Regions from separate parts of the Mus musculus genome. Here region 2 is linked to region 1. Evidence: chromatin contacts called from public HiCAR-type data. All regions are on one chromosome and are shown on one strand. Each heading gives the region's core, a stretch centred on a gene start, on an enhancer-like site or on the middle of the called end of the contact. The rest is flanking DNA. Distances are from core to core; before and after follow the strand shown. Region 1 overlaps Dock1 (dedicator of cytokinesis 1). Region 2 has its middle 7.3 kb from the start of Gm36356.

The links. HiCAR-type assays count read pairs that join an accessible place to other places.
Region 2: a HiCAR-type map of embryonic stem cells shows a contact between it and region 1, with 6 times the contacts expected there. The contact joins two enhancer-like sites. A contact is called at or near these places in 2 of 484 Hi-C or Micro-C datasets (cerebral cortex and pancreatic cancer cells), 2 of 115 datasets of contacts at active chromatin or transcription factors (both in embryonic stem cells) and 1 of 9 other capture datasets (embryonic stem cells).

What each region holds. Positions count from the first base shown.
Region 1 is chr7:134,870,925-134,876,883 of GRCm38.p6, forward strand. It overlaps Dock1 (dedicator of cytokinesis 1), which reads left to right. Exons shown (of 52, transcript NM_001033420.2): 26 at 3,134-3,261; 27 at 5,296-5,391. Among named protein-coding and RNA genes, the nearest start is that of Insyn2a, 65 kb to the right of the region's middle. Within about 2 kb of position 1,712, at least 3 of the 459 cell types and tissues checked have an H3K27ac peak or open chromatin away from gene starts, as enhancers often do. A contact at or near this core is called in embryonic stem cells, where this site is marked.
Region 2 is chr7:135,475,673-135,481,652 of GRCm38.p6, forward strand. No RefSeq gene overlaps it. Among named protein-coding and RNA genes, the nearest start is that of Gm36356, 7.3 kb to the right of the region's middle. Within about 2 kb of position 3,834, at least 55 of the 459 cell types and tissues checked have an H3K27ac peak or open chromatin away from gene starts, as enhancers often do. A contact at or near this core is called in embryonic stem cells, where this site is marked.

The sequences.
Region 1 (5,959 bases), core at 462-2,961:
TGACAAACTGTCAGTGGAGTTGCTTCTCACCAAGACACAGAGCATAATAGCCAACTGAAGTTGCTAAGACCTAGTGATGGTTGCTCCCACAGGGGAACCTAACATGGTGGGCAGTACCTCCTTGGCTGAGATGAGTGTGCAGAATTGCCTCCTTCACCCTGAGGTAATACTGACAAATGGAATCCGCACACGCAGTCAGCTCAGAGAACAGTGTAGTCCACTACTGCTTTCCCAGCAGAATAGATAACTGGGACTGTAAGGCCAGGTCTTAGGCTGGGACAACTGTTTTCAGAGCCTAACAACCAGTTCTCATTGAACCATTCAGAGACAGATCCGTGCTGGCCAGTTCACAAAGCTTTCTACTCATTATGTCTTAGCACAGTGGTTAAATCTATAACCCCTTAATGCAGCTCCTCATGTTGGGGTAACCCCCAACCATAATATTATTTTCATTGCTACCTCATAGCTATAGTTTTGTTCTCATTATGAATCATAATGTAAAGAACTGTTTTTTTGTTTTGTTTTGTTTTGTTTTTTCCTCATGGTCTTAGGTGACCCCTGTAAAGGTGTCAAAAGTTACAGGTTGAGGACATCTGCCTTAGAAGCTCTGCCTCTTTTTCTGAGTCACCTTGGAAATTCATGTGACCTCCAAAATGGTGGCAGTCACAGGAGAGTAACTAGATGGACAGGCATAGCTCAGAGCTTGTTCTATGTTGAGTTGGGCACATAGAGGTCATGTGTTCCCAGCAGAAGCTAAAGAGGGCTCAGCTGGAGGTATTCAGTTGGCGCTCTCTGGTAGCGTCCATCATGAACGGCAGGGCTTGGGCATTGTTCACCAAGGGAGCATTTTAGGTACTGGTCTGGAGGGTTGCTGTGCATTAGGTGTCACATACGTCTCAAGGCAGCAGATGTAGTTAAAATGAAGGTGGTTGTAGCTTGTGAACATTGAAGCTCTATAGGAAAGGCATCTGCGGTATGTTGTTGATAGCCCGTTCCAGGGGCCATTTTCTTGTACTGTTTTCCTTGGATAGTCTATCTTTGGCCAGTTCTTACATCTTGAGTGGCAGCATACCTTGGCATATTGGAGTATGTGTCTTAAGCTCAAAAGGGCGTGGTCCTATCAGCAAAACCCTTCTATGGGGTCACTGGAAAGGATTCTGTGGGGAATTAGGATTACGTCTTCCCAACACTGGAGACCCAGGCACAAAGGGCCAACTTCCCAGCTCACACAGCACCCTTGCTATGTGCTGTCCCCTCTGCCCCTGGCTTTCTGCAGGATTCTAGGCAGCTCCTGGTGTCATGTCCAGCAGTGTTGGCCTGTCTTATGCACTACATCTGCACAGTGGTTGATTATTAAAATGTGGTGTCAATAGGGAAGCAAAATATGCATGTTAGATTACCTAGGTTTTCCTTTGTTTGTTTATCTCCATGACCAAATATCTGTCAAGAGTCATCCCAAGGGATTAAGGGATTCTTTTGGCCTGTGTGCCAAAGTCACTGTAGCAGGAACAGCTCTGGCTGCCACTCATCACCACATCACATTTGAACAGAACAGAGAGCAAAAGGCAGCGACTCCGGCCACAGCTGCTTTTTAAATGTTCTCTTTCTTATTCACACCTGGACCAAAACCCATCCTACAGCCCCTCCCATAATCAGAGACAGTCTGCTGTCCTCAGTTAAAGCTCTCTGGAGCAACCCTCAAAGACAATGCAGAGGTATATTGTTGAGGTCATTCTAAAGCCTGACAAGTTGTCAGTGACGATTATTCATCATGTATAGATGCACCGGGCCATTCCTCTTCTGGAATGTGGAATTCCTCCTAGTCTCTGTCTAGGGGGAAGACCCAAGTGGAATCTGGGAATGCCCTGGTTGAGCTATCTATGTGTGTCTCACTGGGAGACCATAGGGCAGAGGGGCTTGTGTTATTTATTTGATTCTTCCTGCCTTGCCCCGGAAGGGACTTCCTCCCACCTCTCCTTAAACTGTTGTTCTTGGGAGAGTTCAGCATGGGCTTTGAGTGCAGAGTGTGTTTCTGAAGGTGTGGAGGAGCTCTTTCATTGTTGTGTGTGATTTCCTTTTCCTTCCGTAAGAAAACTCCTGGAACATTAATGCAAAACATGCTTTTATGTATCATTAATGTCGTAAATTCTAAAATGTACAGTCCTGAAAACCAACTACATCTATTTCCGGTGGCAGAGCTCCGCTGTGCTCACTTGCTTTGCATCTTAAAGGAGGCAAAAATGGCTGCACTGGTGTCGGAACAAGGGGCCACTCATCACCACATCACATTTGAACAGAACAGAGAGCAAAAGGCAGGGAATCCTGGCTCAGCTGCTTTTTAAATGTTCCCTTTCTTATTCACACCTGGACCAAAACCCATCCTACAGCACCTTTCCAAATAGGCAGGCCATTTTGGAAAGTGGATGCTGTCGGGGTTCAGCGAGATTTCCAAACTGGAAGCGGCAGCTAGGAATTTCCTTTCGTCCTTAACCTGAGCCCATGGTGTTCTGCTCTTCATGTTTAAGTCTTGCTGTCTTCCTAACTAAACCACAATGACCTACATCCTCAACTCCCAAGGTTCTCTTCACGGTCCTGTTTCTCTGCCCCTGGCTTCTGTTTTCTCATCCTGCCTCCTCAGCCTACTCCAGAGAGCTTTTCTAAGAAGGAAGGGCCGGGCACCATTGTCCCATCCCTGGGCTGAGCTCTTTAACTTAAGAAGGGTATCCCATATGCTTGCTTTATGAAAAAGCTGGAAATCTGCAGTTAGGAAAGTTTTTGTTGGAGGATGTATTCCTTTTAATGTTGCAATTGAATGCATTGTAGATAAGAGATGCTAGTAGATAACCTATCACATGTGCAACTGTGGGGGGGATGTACATGTGTATATTTTTATGTGACAAGCATGTTAGTGACTTATGTTTACACAGAGACCTGCCAATGCATGCAGGTAACCGTCTGTGAATGATTGACAGCAATGGAAATGGCTTCCTGGCCATCAATCCGTTTGCCCGTGTGGGTGTTCCTTTCCATTCCACACCTTGTGAATCAGACACTCAAGGGGGCTCACAGCTTTCTTGCAGATCTGAGGGATTCCATGGTGTTTCCCACTGACTGACAATCCTATTCTATCCAGACTGCAGAGAGATCCTGCTCCCCATGATGACAGACCAGCTCAAGTACCACCTGGAGAGGCAGGAGGAGCTGGAGGCTTGTTGCCAGCTGCTTAGCAACATCCTGGAGGTGCTATACCGGAAGGATGTGGTGAGTCATGATGTCATGCCATGGACAGCGTCACCTGCCATTGACTAAGCCGGACATATGCTACAAATGTGTTGAAAAAGCAATGGTCTTCACTTTCAGCCTTTCTCTCTGTAGACTTTTACCTTTGAGTTACTTGTACCATATTTACATCGTAGCATTCACCCTTCTGAACTGAAGTCAGTTCTTTGTTTTCCAATGTTTTCTTGCTAAGATGTTTCCCTAGGCCAAAGTTCTCATTCTTCAGGCGAAGGCTTAGCAGGGTGGTTTCCCTTCGTTTTTATAGTGCTTGCATCTATTAAGTGATACATGAAGGAAGCCAACTGTGCCACCTGAAGCTCCCTGCTCTGTTCCCCACAGGTAGAAGCGCCTGGTGCTTCTTGAGCTTCTAAATCTTGTTTTTATTCCAGTGGCATTTTATTTCTCTACTTTGAATCTGGTGCAGGCAGGCATATGAATGTCCCACCCATTCTTTCCCATCACCAGCACACCATGTCTGTTTGTGCAAATGTAAAGTAGACACATAGGTAACGCCACTGATCATTCTGCTGTCTGGCATCAGGACAGAAACACCTTTGTATGTTACTAATAAACGGAGACTGAACCCATGAGCAAGATTGGGGGTGGGCTCCAGTGTGCCCAAGGGTCTCCAGTGTGCCCAAGGTTCCTCAGTATGCCTAGGGTTCCCCTGCCTGTTGGTGCTCTCAGTTCTAGTCAGAATTTTAAGTAAAAAGGGTTTGTTCTGAGCTCTTTCCTGCATGGTCAGGATGCCTTCCTGGTACACACACTCTCACACTCACTCACACACACACATACACACACTCCTGTTTGTTCCTTCCTTTCAGGAGTAAGTCATCCACTCTGAATTTCTTACTTTTTTTCTTGCTTTCACTAAAGACCTGATAAGAGTCAACTAAAGGAGGAGAAGTTAATTGTGGCTCACAGTTCAGAGGCTCTAGGACATTGAGGCAGGGACAGGGGGAACAGGAAGGCTGGGCCAGGGTCTATCTGCAGCTACAGGAAGCTGCTTGCTTCCATTTGGGCAAATCTAGAAGCAAATCTAGAAGAAGGGGGATGGGTGGGTGTTGGTGTTGATGTGACTTTCTTCTTCCCCCCTTTTATTCAGTCCTGGAGGACTCCACCTCGTGAACTACTGCCACCCATACTAGAGTGCGTCTTACCCTCTCAGCTAATCCTCTGTGGAAAGCTAATCAAAGCTTTAGCTTACTAATGCCCTAGGTGTTCCTTAATCCAGTAAAGTCGACAGTGATGATTAGCTGTCCCATTCTGCCTGGTTTGTGCTCAAAGGATCAGATACAACCTCTGCTAGATATTGAGGCACCTTCCTCAGAGGAAGCCCAAGGCTCGGATGTCTTCCCCAGGCCCAGCCCCAGTGCTCCCAGGACAGGCCCTTTGCATTTCTCAGAGGAAAGCCAGGGCCAAGAGGTTGTAGGGCAACTTCAAGAAAGAGCGTTTGACTATGCACAGATTGCTCAGGTGCCTGCCTACTCAAGCCATATGCATGGGAGAGAATCACATCCCATTTCACATTAAACAAGGGAATAAATTCTCCCCATGGCACTGTGAATTTTAGATAATTTGCTGCCCCGATACTAAAACATTCTGTTTCGTGCGGCAGTTAAGTTATCGGGATGTGACACGCAGAGCAGTCGGCGTTGTTATCTGCCTGCCTTCCACTTACAGATGGCCAAGCGTCTCTGGAAGACTAATTGGCGGTCTCACCAGGGATCATAAACATTATATTGTTTAAATGGATTTGCTCTTAGTTTTAAAGGTTTGCTTAAATTAATTTGCCACGATTATGTAACAAATTATCATTAATGGGCTATAATTAATAAAAGGCCTCGAGTTTTCTTCAGGAAGGCATTTGCCTTTGACAAAGACCATTTTTCATCTCGTTAAGGCTTCTAATTGATTGACTCCGTACAGAGCAACTGGTTTCCGTGACAAGTGTTTGGGCTTGGGGGACCATGATGGTCTGTGCTCTTGGCTTTTATCGGCGTCTCTTCCCTCCAGGGACCGACTCAGAGGCACGTCCAGATCATCATGGAGACGCTGCTTAGGACTGTGAACAGGACGGTCATTTCCATGGGGCGGGACTCCGAGCTCATTGTAAGTGCCCAGAGACACACGCTGTATCTTCCCAAGTGTTCCCCACACACCGGGCGCACTGCTCCTCTCCTGTCCACTGGGACATGAACTTTCTTTCTTAAAGGGGGCATGAGGTTGAGAAGCAGTCTGTTCTGAATTCCATTACTTCTAGAAGCATCTGTTGGGGGAAAAGGTTTCCATTGTGTCAGAGACAGAAACACTCGGTGCTGGGATTCTTGTCAGTCCCACTGTTGTGTCAAAGGTGTGTGCTTTCTTCTAAGACTTCACTCTTCTGGTGGGATCTCTCTTTGTATTTATGTTGAAAGTACTTTTGGTAACATTTTATGAAGCACCTTAAAAAATTATTGAGGTAATCTACTTTAGCAATTTTATTGTCTGCTAAATGTATCCTAGTTGTTTCTCTCCCAATGGGTCATTCATTACGTGTGGAAAATGATTCTATCGGATTCCAATAGTCACTGTCATTTTAACTCTCATGGTGGCTGGTGTGCAGAATGTGTCATCTCTAGCCCCCAAAATGGTTTCATCTGGTTACATTTGGCCTGAGGCCCACATGTGCTTTCTCATT
Region 2 (5,980 bases), core at 2,584-5,083, 610 kb after region 1:
AACACCTGGATTCTAGACCAACATCTTTGGGAAGGGAAGGCTCCCCTGGCAGCATTCGCCTTCTGGAGAGCAGAGGCTGGGTCAGGGGAACCCACTCACCTGCCCTTTGTAGTTAGCGTGGGGCAGAGCTGTCCATCATCCCAAGATCCCCTCCTGTGGGTGGGCTCCACTAAAGGCTTCCTAGGACCTGCTGACCCAGCATTCAGGATGGAAAGCCAGACAAACTGCCAGACCCACTGGGAAATACCAACCTCAGACAGCAGAATGCCTGGACTTTTATTTATGTTGTCTCACATCCTCCTCCTCCTCGATCCTAGACCATAACCTGCCATGCTGCTGCCCCCTTTTGGGGGTGCCAAGTTTCTACTGTCCTTTGTACCCTGAACAATTTCAGGCAGCCATAAGGACAGACATGGGCTCAGGAAGCAGAGAAGAAAGTTCCATGAAAACATTTGCATTCTCTTCCTCGTTGGCATGACCATTGCTCTGTTCATGAGCCTTGGGATTCTCGACAGCCATTCTAACCCTACGGAGAGATGGCAGAGCCTACAGGACCTCCCCCTCGAGAAGAACAGAGCTCTCTTTATTCCCTTTGCCTAGCACACTGAACTCTGCTCTGCTGTCGTGTGGAGGACTAGGCTAACTCCGCCAGGGGTCAAAGGTCAAGTCACTATCTGCCGACCCCTGGCTCATCTCATCTCTGGCCATTTATCCCTCCTTCTCCCAACCAAAGCCACACCTGATACCCTCAGTTCCTTCTTCTCCCACTTGTCCCTCAGTCACAAACAGGCTCACTGTGGTGTCTACCCTCAGGAAGGTTCCTTAGAGGAAAGAAGCCATGTTACCACCTCCCCAGGGGCCACGTAAGGCCACAGGGGTGATGCTGGTCTGTCCACCTGCTTCACTCAGCCTCAGGCTCCTGAAGAGAAGGATTTTCTCTCCTGCACTTTGAGTCTGGCACCTGGTGCAGAGCAGGTGGTACATGAATTGTAGCAGGAAGGAGATGGATCAATGAGAATGCCTGAGATCTATCTGAGCCTGCCAGCTCACTTCCTCCCACACCCCACCCCCTAGCTGTACATCATCAGCCTGAGTCCCTACTGGGTCTCAAACCTAGGTCTCACTTCTGTGAGCAGGTACTGTTTGCAACTGCTCAGGACTCCCCATACCTCTTCAAAAATGTATTTCACATATTTAGTGTGTGTGTGTGTGTGTGTGTGTGTCTGTCTGTCTGTCTGTCTGTCTGTGTATGTCAGAGCCTCTTGGTGGCAAGTGCCTTTAGCTGATGTCTTTCTTACTTCCTTCATTGTATTCTTTCTTTAACTGTAGATGGTTCTGGTTTTTTGAGTTTGTGGGAGGGAAGGGCCAGCCCCTGGGTAGGCAGATGCCATGGTATTTTTACCCTGAGATGCCCTCCTTGAGGTGAATAAGCATGCTCAGGCCAAGCTAAAAGGCCAGAGATCAAGAGGGTCAGGGCCACTGGCCAGAAGGGAATTAGCAGTTGGAAGAGAGACAAACCATCCATCCCATCCAGTCTGCGGAGAGCTGAAACACTGAGTGAGACACTGACTTGATTCCCTCCAGCTTCTGGGACGGTGTCTGGAGTGAGGATATGGTGACTGGATGCACGGGCTTGTGAGCATGCTTGGCTCTAAGAGCCTGGAGCCCCTAGGTCTCCACCTCTGACTCTAAAGAAACCTGCCGTGGGCCCTTGCTAGGTCTGTAATTAGGACCAGGCTGCCCCCTCCCCTGAGGAATTCAAGAAGCACTCCCTTTCCAGAGAGTGCACAGGAAGAAGCCAGTGTCCCCAGGCGCATTCTTCAACAATCAACAAAGTGAAGCTACAGAAATGACCAGATGAGTTGGTTCAGGGCCCCAGGTGGAGACCCGGGGTCCTGGGAAAGTCCCTCTGCACTCCAGGGCTCACCTGTCTTCTTTTGTCAATGCCCATCACCATTTTCAGAGTTGCCCTGGGCAGTGCAAGTCGGGGGAGGGGCTTCCAAGGGGGAGGGGCTTCCAAGGCAGAAGGTGCAGCTGTGCAGGAAGGGTGAGTCTTGTGGCTTCAAGAGCACAAGAGATGAATCTTCCTAAGGTTGCTGCAAGAAAAAGAGACTTCTCTATGGGTAATCACCTCATCTCAGGAGAGAAGCTGGGACACCAGTGGACATTTAAATCTGATCTCTCATCACCAGCAACACATGTGGGTGCACACACATGTATACACAAATGCTACAGCTACACCTATAGATCTCACTCAGGGTCATCACCTGAGTCACTTGGCAATGTCTGGAGACCTATCTACTCACCACAGCTAAAGGAGGAAGCAGTGGACAGGGGATGAGTGGACAGAGGTCATACACGCAGATACTGCGCTTGAGATAGCCTCACAACAGAGAATGGTCTGAAGATGTTGTGCTGGAGATAGTTCCACAACAGAGAATGATCTAGCCTCAGATATCAAGGCTTAGAACCCAGTTATAAACCTACCTATAGACTTTTGTCCAACAAGATCTTCTATTTACAGCCAGCCTCCCTGGCCACCATTTGAAACCTCTGTAAAACCCACTCACGTGGTTGTCATTGGCTACAAAGGTGATGGCAGGCAGCTGACAGATCTGGCAAAGCAGTTTCTTGTTGCTTTATTAGTGGAGATGCTACGGGGACACACATCTACACACCATCATAGTATCTGATCACTCACAGTCAACGTCTCGGTAGAAACCCCGAGCTAAGCTCTTTTGGATGATGCCAAAAAGGACTTTGGAGACATCCAGAGTCCTTAAAAATTGGCAGGAGGCTGGAGATGTTCCTGGGGCACAGGGGTGAAGACAGAAGGGAGACCGCCCTCTGCTCTCATGTGCAGAACAAAAACAGGAACGCCAAGTCCGAGCTGTCTTGTCTGGTTTTTGCAGCCTTGTCCTCTTTTTGGTTTTTGGTTTTTTGGTTTTTTGGTTTTTTGGTTTTTGAAGTGTTTTGGGTGAGACACTGAAACTCTAGAGTTGTGATCATGATACAAGATGAAATATGGTTTGACAGATGACAAAATTTGTCCTTTTACTAATTTAGCCTAATTTTTCCTTGCAGCCATATGGTCTCTGACACGGTGAGTGTCACAGGATGCCCAAGGTCTCAGCACAAACAAAGTCACAAAACCACGTCTGTGCATCCGGTGACATGTCTCCTTATTTAAGGCCTCTCTCACACACATATGTCTGAAAGAGCTCAGAAAAATGAATAGGGAGAGGGCTGTCATTTCCCTTGTAGAAGTGACAAGGATATTTGAACATAGCTAACGTAATGATCTAATTGGCTCTAAGGTTAGAAAGTTTGGAGCACCTCAGCCCCTCTGGGCTCTGCAGACTGTCAGGTGGTATCTAGTGTTATTGGTGGCAACACAGCTGGACTGATCTGATTTGGTGACTTATTTTTCTTCTCTAAGTTTGTATGGATGTTCATATGACTACAAATGTGGTGTGTGTGTGTGTGTGTGTGTGTGTGTGTGTGTGTGTGTGTGTGTGTTGGGCGGGCGTGTCCAGGACAGAATAAGCTCAGGTATCATTTTTCATCTGTCTAACTTTTACTGAGACAGGTTTCTCACTGGCCTGAAGCTTGTTAAGTAGGCTAGACTGACGAGCCACTGAGTCCCGGGAATCTGTGTGGGGCTCTGCCTGGCTCCAACTCCCTAACACTAGGTTAGGCCACTACTCCTAACTTTGTGTATGGGTCCTGGGATCAGGCCAAGGTCCTATGCTTGCACGGGAAGCACTTTGCTGAGTCATCTTCTCAGCCCTTGCTTTTGTTTTGTCTACTATTTTGAGTCAGAGTTTTGCTGCGTAGCCAAACCATGCTTCAAATTAGTGGTCCTCCTGCCTCCTCCGCTTTCTGAATGCTGGTATTGTAGATGTGTACCGCCACGCCCGCCGAATTCTGTTTTTCTGTTTAAAGTGATACAACAGGAAAGGCCTTCACCCTCCCTTCCCTTTCTCCTTCTCTCTCTTTGTTAACAAGCTTTTCAAACCCTCAAAGCTGTGCTGGAGAAATGCTGATGAAGTTATCCTGTTGAAATGGCAGGCAGAGCTATCCTTGGACACTTGCCAAAACGCCCCTTCCAAGGGAGAGTCGGTTTGTTCCTTCCCAGGACTCTTTTCTTAGAGGGCAGACGCTGAAGGCAGGCACCCCAGGAAATCCCTCTGGTGGTGTACAGGTGAATGTGCCTCTAGGGTGGAGAGGTCACTGTCGCTTTTGGAATGTAAACACCCTCTTTTAGACTTTAGAGTCTAACTTAAAGGAGGGTATGTAACTTCACTGCAAAGGGAAAGTGGTGTCTTGGTGGTGACAGTCTCTTGGCAGAGCTGTCCTGGCCTCTGGTTGGAAAATACAGCACTAAGGGGTCTGCCCAGTCCACATCTTATAGGAAGAGAAGCAAGCAACAGAGCCAGAGCCAGCGGACCCGCACCACACCAGCGGGGCCTGTGCCACACCAGCGCCTCCCCTTGACTGTCACATGCTCTCTCCTCCTCCCCCTACCTGCCCCAGCAGCCTCTCTGAGAACAGTGCACATGTGGGACACTACCTCTGGGTCTGTTTCAAAGCATCACTCAGCTCATGAACTGTCACCTTCGAAGTGTTCGCATTCATTTCCTAACGCTAAAGATGGTCCCATCATCCTGAAAAAGGACACATTTTAGTGCCCGCCTTTGCCTGCTGAGTATCTCTGCCATTGTCCCCGAGGTCCTTCCCCTGTGACAGGAGGCTGCTGAGAACAGAGTCTGGGCTAAGAAATTTTACTAATACAATGCTCCAGAAAATGGAGATTAGTGCTCTGGAGACCGTGAGGGTCTAAGTGTTCACTTCGTGGGGCTGGAGAGATGGCCCCAGCAGTAATGTGCTTGTTTTGAAAGTAAGATGACCCAACACACAGGTAATAATAATAATAGTAATAGTAATAATAATAACACATCTGGAACCTAGAGCTGGGGAAGCAGAGACAGATGTGTCCAGGGCTTGTTGGTAAGTCAGCCACCCTGTCTCCCAAAACTAATGTGGAGAAATGATTAAGAAAGACATTTGATCTACACACACACACACACACACAGAGAGAGAGAGAGAGAGAGAGAGACAGAGACAGAGACAGAGAGACAGAGACAGACAGACAGACAGACAGACAGACAGATACAAACAGAGACAGAGGCAAAGGCAGACACAGAGACAGAGAGCAAATAACAATTTGCTGCTTACACTTTTCAAACAAATTAGCTGGGATCATCTCAAACATAAAGTAAAATACCTTTAAAATGCCCCCCCCCGGTCTTTTACTCTGTAACAGGAATGTCAGTTTCCCCCCTAAAGATTAGAAGTGAGGGAGGAGAGATTTCAGGTGCAAACAGCACTGTTTCTGTCTCACCCACGCAGCAAAGATAAGCCTATTTCTTGTCAGCCAGGTAGCAGCCTGAGGAGAGAGCATCACAGAACCGTGTGGAGGCTTCAGAGAAGCACCCATCCAGTAGGGACCAACAGGAACAACTGCCTTTTCCAGAACTCACCAGTGACAGATGAAGACAGATGAGGGGGGCTGGCAGGTGTCACTGTGAGCTGATTTAAGGTCTGACAGTGTGGCCTTTCACCAAGCAGCCGGGTAAATCAACGAGCACAGGTCGATAGGGATGTGGGAAAGAATCTCCCCATCTTCGGGAGCCATCTGTCTCTTAAGTGCAGCTGTTCATCGAGTCGGGGAAGAAACCATTCCACAGAGTAAGGCTGAGATTGCTTCACACCCTGATGTGTAACTAAAGTCGCCCCTGAAGGATTAGCAGGGGAAGGAGTTTCCATAAAGCCTGGAGGGTGAAAGGTGGCACTGCCATGCAGATTGCTTTGGTAGACAGCACACCTACTGCCAGTAAGTGTTTTTGTGTGTGCATATGTATGTGTAGTTTGTATGTATTATAAGTGTGTGTGCGCGCGCAAGTGTGGGGGAGCCTTC